2 separate regions of the Rattus norvegicus genome follow, and region 2 is linked to region 1. The links are chromatin contacts, called in public Hi-C maps. All regions are on one chromosome and are shown on one strand. Each heading gives the region's core, a stretch centred on a gene start, on an enhancer-like site or on the middle of the called end of the contact. The rest is flanking DNA. Distances are from core to core; before and after follow the strand shown. Region 1 has its middle 600 kb from the start of Elobl8. Region 2 has its middle 380 kb from the start of Elobl8.

Region 1 (3,423 bases), core at 627-3,126:
CCCAGTATTTGTCCATTAGCACTGGAACTTGACTTTCCACCTTCTAGCAGTTTTTTTATGCTATGTTTTTAAAAGTAGAAGCTCTCATTAATTCACAACCACTAGAAGTAGGAGAAGGCTTCTCCAGCAGATCTGCAGTGAGCAAGTGCTCTCAGTAAGTAAGCGGGCCTTCAGATAATAACGAGCAGGAAGTAATGCTTTTCAGCAGCCCAGGTTTCCGAAGCATGAGAAAGCCCACACTAACACTCCCTTACACTTAGAACAAGCAAGCCATTCTCGGGAGCTGCTCTTTTGTGTTTTTGAACGCCACCTGTTGAAAATAAAGACCTCGTGACATTTGAAAGTTCAGCTCATCCTGATTTAACTGTACACAGCAGTCTGACTGCACAGTGCTTAGCAATTACTTTTATTATTTACTCCACCCAATGACCACATGATGTCAGAAACTTCTTCATCTTTTTCCTGTCTCTATTGCTCTCTGATTCTCATAATCTATTTCTGCTCCTGTCTTTCTCAAACACAGAAACACACACACACACACACACACACACACACACACACGCACGCACGCATGCACGCGCGCGCGCGCACGCGCACACACGCACACATAAGCAAAACATCTTAGCCAAACTTTACAGGCACTAAAGAATGTCCCACGCAGCACAAATAGCAAGTATTTTAAAAGGACAGATAGCATTGCTGTAACAAACACAAGCACCAGAGACCTGAAGAAGTACATGTTTCTCTAATTAGAGATTTGGTTTGGAAACCTCCACTTACACAGGGAGTCGGGAGGCTTTTTCTCCTGGCTCTGAGGCTCATAGTTACTCTTGGAACCTTTGCCAACCCCCATTTCTTCACTGGTTAAAATGAGGCAACTGGATGGCTTCCATGGTGTCCACTGGGGATATCATTGCACAGTTTTGTTTTCTTCCAAGAGTGCATGGAAGGAAGGAAAGTGACAGAGCAGTAAGGAGACATAATTTGCTTGTCCCTAAATGTGGTGTCCTTCCTGTAGCTCACACTCTTTGGAGTTGAGCCTCAGAGGGAGTGGCTGGATGCATATTTCTGTAAATCCTGCTTCTTGTACTTCAGACCCAGGGCTTACGGAAAAGTTAACTTTGTTAAAGTTTTTTTTTAAGTTCTTCAAGATTGATTTCTTCCTGTTATTGTTGGATATTTGCTTTCTCTGGTCATTTGGTAAATAAATCGCTCTGAAGGGGAAATAAACAGTGTTTTGTTTTTGTGCGACAGGGTTTATGTGTTAAGTTGCAGCCACAGCATGTACTAACAGCTTCAGTGGGTTGTGGGGACCAGGAATTCTTGACAGGGCAGGGCAGGGCAGGATGTCTTTTTCTATTGCTCCTGAGTCATGGAGGACAAATGCCATTTCAAGAGCTTTGTACTGCTGATTTCACTCAAGTTAACAGAGGCTCTTAAACACTTCCCTAATCTGAGCACGAAAGCGGTTTCAGGCTGTGTGAAATATTCCAAAACATTCTGATTAAATGCTAAAGGTGGATGTACTCTGCACCTCCCAAGTTTACACAGTTTATTTAAACCACAGAAAGACAAAGAGATTCTGAGACGGAGCGGAGCCCTTGACACACACCCTGTGCCTGTCTCACAGACAGTTTACCAAGTATGTGTCCTATGCCTGAGATCCTCTGTCTTTGCTGCCATAACCTGTGTGTTTGAAAAGGCAGGCCTTACACATAGCATGCTCCCTTGTAGACACAGGGAGAAGATTGTGTTTCGATTCCAAAGGGTTAATCCCAAGGCGAATTCTTTGCGTGTGTAATTCAATACTTCATAACTGCTGAAAATTGGAGTCCACATAATTTATTTTCTTTGGTCGGGCACATTTGCCTCATGCTTGGCCGAGGCTGACTTCAGAGAGACACACCTAAAACTCTCAAGGGTCCCACGTGGCCCATGTCAGTTGTACAGAGAGATTGTGGTACTTGGATGGAGCCCAAGGATTAGGTGTTCCTGAGAAGGTTTTTTTGGCTCTACAAAGCCTCAGGATGTCATGGGAATGGGCTGCACTCCCTTTTCCCCCGCGAAGGCCACATATCAACTGGGTATCTAGCCACTCGGAGACAGGCTTTACACAAAGGTATACATTAAAATAAATAGAACATGCAACCAGAAAGAAGCAAAAGAGGCTGCAGTTGCAAAGTGGAGACAGGAAACAATTGCTTCATTGTTGAGGCAGGGATCTTAGAAATGCAGAGTGCAGCTCCATCTACAGGACTGTTTGAAAAGTTGGAGCTTTTCACTTAAACTGCAGGACAAGTTTACACACTGGTTTTAGTCCCCTGTGCTTTGCAGGGGCTTCATGTAAGTCATAAAACTTCTATTTTCTCTCTCTCTCTCTCTCTCTCTCTCTCTCTCTCTCTCTCTCTCTTTCCTTCCTTTCTTTCTTTTCTTCTTCTTCTTCTTCTTCTTCTTCTTCTTCTTCTTCTTCTTCTTCTTCTTCTTCTTCTTCTTCTTCTTCTTCTTCTTCTCCTTCTCCTTCTCCTTCTCCTTCTCCTTCTCCTTCTCCTTCTCCTTCTCCTTCTCCTTCTCCTTCTCCTCCTCCTCCTCCTCCTCCTCCTCCTCCTCCTCCTCCCCCCCCCTCCTCCTCCTCCTCCTCCTTCTTTTCTGAAGAGAATGTGCGTCCTTTTAATGACAGACAGAGAAAAGGCCAGGTAATGCCTCTTTCCATCTTCCAATGCTTAATTTGTTCCTCTCATTCTCTTCGGCTTCCTTGTATTATTCCTCAGTTGGAAGGATGTGCGCTTTTAATCATACAAAACAAAAGCCAAGGCTGTGTTTAAGTGAACATTGGTCTTTTATCCCCTTCTTGCTATTTCCCTTAAAGTCCAGACTTTAAGGTTCGAGGGCAGCTGAAAAGCTGTAGAGTGAATTAAAGCCAGTTCTATGCAGGCATGCTTCTCTCTCTGCGCTTTGTTTCTCAGAGCCATGTCTGCCAGTTCAGTGGCTGCTATCTAATGCTATTTCAACAGGAGACCTGGGTTTGGGGATCACATCCAGGCCATAGGGGGAGACTTGATGGCTAGTAGAATTAGTAATGGAATTTGGAGCCCTTCTTTTCTAGGTCACTGGTTTGAATAGAGCCCAGGTCAGTAATGACTGAGAGTTGTTGCCACCCAATGCCTACTCTTCCCCTGCTGACCTGGGGTTGCCTGCCACACCATCTCAAATGCCTGTGGCACATATGCACTAATGGCATCCATTGACAAGTTGGCTCTTACAATGAAACCTGAGGCCGTCCAGTTTCTGATGTGTGCAGAAAATGTGTCCATGCAGTTGACTGTTGTTAGTAACGAGAGGGAGAGGGAGAGGGGCACGGAGAGGGAGAGGGAGAGGGGCACGGAGAGGGAGAGGGAGAGGGGCACGGAGAGGGAGAGGGAGAGG
Region 2 (3,437 bases), core at 555-3,054, 220 kb after region 1:
ATGCTCTAGTGATGAGCCTGTAGTAATGTATGAGGAAATTAGTTTCAAAGGGCAATAAACAAAAAAGGGAAGCTGAAGAGCTACAGAGAATATGGATGATAGGAAGTGTTGGAGGCTGACATTACAACATGAATATGATCAAATTGCCTTGCATGCATGTGTTAAACTTTCAAATAATCAGTAAAAATGTTTTACTTAAAAATAGCAAATAAAAAATAATCTACCAATAACACAACATGTTTTATGTTGAAAGAATCTTGAGTTGGAAAACATTAAAATAATTGGAAGGCCTGCACAGATTTGTAGTATAAATAACTATAAAGTTTAGAAATAGGTCAATGTATAAAATGTGTTTTGGCAAAAATGAATGAACTCCAGGTAAATTAGCATACAAAGAATGGCATCATGGTCAACAATTTTTCAAATTAATTGTTAATAATTAATGCTGGAATATTAATTTAATAGTTATAGATAGGTAGATAGATATTGTTATACAGTACCAAAATTTTCTTGCTGGCTAAATGTCTAATAAAATTAGATAAAATCATTTTATATGAATATAAAAGTCTAGGAATATATATTCTTTCAAAATTTTTAAATTGCCAATGAAGCATTAATAGGTTTTAAAAGATAAAATAGAATTTTAAAATACTGTGGTTAAGTGTCAGTAAGACATCCACTGCCTACCACTTTCAGGATCTCAAATTAAAGTTTTAGTGCCAGCAAAAAATGAAAAAATTCATTATCAGAACAACAAATTAAAGGCCCAGGACAAATGTATACCAGAAAAACCTTGCAAGTAATACAATATCATCATGGAGATCATGCTAATATATAAAAATCTCTGAAGTATAATAAAGGATCAATGTCCAATTAAAAAAGTTCACAAAGCAAGAACTATAGTCATTTTGTGCATTAAATTTTATTCTTCTCTTACTTTACTATAAATATGCTTTAAGAACATTATTTTTTAAGCAGATCATATCTTTTGTTGGTAACTGGGTAGATTTGTTTTTATAAACTTTATGAAAATGTAGTGACTGTGGAAAAATTATGCCATGAATTTAAAAACACAACACCTCAATTTTAGATGTTTGATGAATTGCATTTTTTTATGAATTTCTTAACAGATTTTTGTTTGTCAATGAAGAGTTCACCAAAGATGGGTTTATTATGTCACTCCTTAGGAAAACAAGTTAACAGGGAAGATGACTTTCCTAGGCGGTTGTAGGGAAATGTATTGTGCTCATCACTCTGCAAAAGATAACTACATCATCACAATCAGAGGATGATCAGCCTGACTTCTTTAAAATTATACTTGGAGTATGTAATGACGTTAGTTGCAGTACTCTTAAGAGCCCTAGCTTTTATTTTTCTGGAGAGAAGAAATGAAAAATAAAATGGTGGAAATATATTATTAATACACTCAAGAAACATAATGATAACTGAGTGACAGATTCAACAGACAGGAAACAAAGAAGAAATGGTAAATTTGTGTAACTCCATTTATTATTTCTCAACCCAAGGAAAAAAGTAATAAAAAACAAAAACAAAAACAACCCCCCCCCAGGAAAACGGGTCCCCAAATTACTATCAACTACTACATTATCAGATGAAAATTGTTTTTCTGTTCTTCAGTCAGGGCCAAGAAAAGGCTCTTTGTCTTCTCCTCCCACACAGCCGGCTGCACAAACGCGTAGTTCTGTGACTTTATTGTTTCCTGTACAGCGACTTTTAACGTTTGCCTACCTTAGTCATAATCTCATGATTCCACCCCCAGGCCTCCTCCACTTCCTTTTAGATTCCGTTTCCCGATACAAGGCCTCAAGGAAATACCTATTCACTTAGCCTCTGGAGAACGCTCAGGGCTTGTGGCTGCAGAGTTATTTATACTCTAATAAGACTGAAAAAAAATTAAAGCACAATATCATTTCTTCAATTTTAGCCATTTAAAGCCACATAGGAATTCACCATTTCTCATGACGAATTTGCAAATAGGATGTCCAGTGACTTCACCCTATCCCATTATATTCTGTGAAGGAAGTCAAACCGGACCTAGAAGTCCTTCATTTCTTACCAACCCTGCCTCTTCCTTATACTATCTGATAATTTGTCACTGTGGTTTTGCCTCAGGCTGACAATAAATTGGCCACTGAAGTTGATAAGTTCTGTGAATGTACACACTTAAAGAAAGATTTCCTGGGCACTAAAATGGTGTGAAGACTAAAAGTCATGGAGTTAGACTTCGGGAACCTAAGCAGAGCTGCTGTCTAAACCCACTCCAAAGATTTTGTTCACATTGTGTCATGTTTCTTTAAAACGCTAATATACTTACTCCTGCCATAATTTCCAAGAATATATTATATTATGGTTCTGACTTCTATATAATAGAAGACTTTTGCTCATGTCAGCACTAAAGAAGTCAGTGCACAAGTATAATGCATCACAAAATATGCATGAAATGGTAGAATAAACCCCCTTGATGTGCTTATACCAACAGATATGTTGAGTGTAAATACATATATAAACATGTCTGTGCTTGCATTAAAAGAACCAGACACTTCATGGAGGACCTTGTAAATTTATTGCAAGAGAGCTGCATGGTCTGAGTAATAGTTCATTAGTGATATCAATGTGTTTATTAAATTACTATAATTTACTGCCTCTATTTTACCTTTAACATCCACAAAGAAAGGGAAAACATGATTTAAAGAGCCCTGGTCTTGGCATGTTTCACTGAGTACCTTTGAGTGAAATTCAGTAAGGCAGTATTAATGGAAACTCTCCTTGCTAATTTCTGGCAGACAATGTTACGTGATGGGTGTGACCTAGAATCCTGGAACGTGGTCCAAGAGACAAGGCGTACTATCCTGATATTTTTTAATTGAATATTGATGGGAATGTTCAGAATGTCATTTTCACCGCATCTTTTCTCTGAATTCATTGAAAAGACAGTTTTGTTAGTCATGTCTCAAATTTCAATCGAGGTAGGCCACAAACTCCTTAGCAAACTTCTCCATCCCTCTGCTTCCACTGAGGTTTAACACTATAACTACTTTTACATCTCCTGATTCTTTCCTGGTACCAAATAAAACAAGACATGCATAGACTTTCTGTATGTTTGTTTTGCTTTAATTTGCTTTTTAAGTTCAGAAATAAGCTCAGTGTGGAGGCAGGAAGAATTGTATAGGTTATTTATAGAATAGGGGCAGAGGCTTAAGGCAACTAAATTTTAAAGAAAAGTCCTTTGGTGTCAGTAGCTGGTCTGAGCAATTCTTGGATATCAGACACTTCTTACTTCTATAGACGTTACTTAAAATTAAAATGACCAAAATGATCAATTAAAGTCTTTTCAGTGTCCTATATCTATTTTAGAAAAATAGCTCTCAACAAGTCACTACACAGGGATTTCAGCTGAGAAGCAGATTTCACTGTGA

Evidence for each region. Hi-C and Micro-C count contacts between places; a contact is called where the count stands out from the background.
Region 2: a contact with region 1 is called in a Hi-C map of the A7r5 cell line, with 4 times the contacts expected there. The contact joins two enhancer-like sites. A contact is called at or near these places in 3 of 12 Hi-C or Micro-C datasets (the A7r5 cell line, the Rat2 cell line and Schwann cells).

What each region holds. Positions count from the first base shown.
Region 1 is chr3:51,060,830-51,064,252 of GRCr8, forward strand. No RefSeq gene overlaps it. Among named protein-coding and RNA genes, the nearest start is that of Elobl8, 600 kb to the right of the region's middle. Within about 2 kb of position 1,877, at least 15 of the 93 cell types and tissues checked have an H3K27ac peak or open chromatin away from gene starts, as enhancers often do. A contact at or near this core is called in the A7r5 cell line and Schwann cells, where this site is marked.
Region 2 is chr3:51,282,492-51,285,928 of GRCr8, forward strand. No RefSeq gene overlaps it. Among named protein-coding and RNA genes, the nearest start is that of Elobl8, 380 kb to the right of the region's middle. Within about 2 kb of position 1,805, at least 3 of the 93 cell types and tissues checked have an H3K27ac peak or open chromatin away from gene starts, as enhancers often do. A contact at or near this core is called in the A7r5 cell line and Schwann cells, where this site is marked.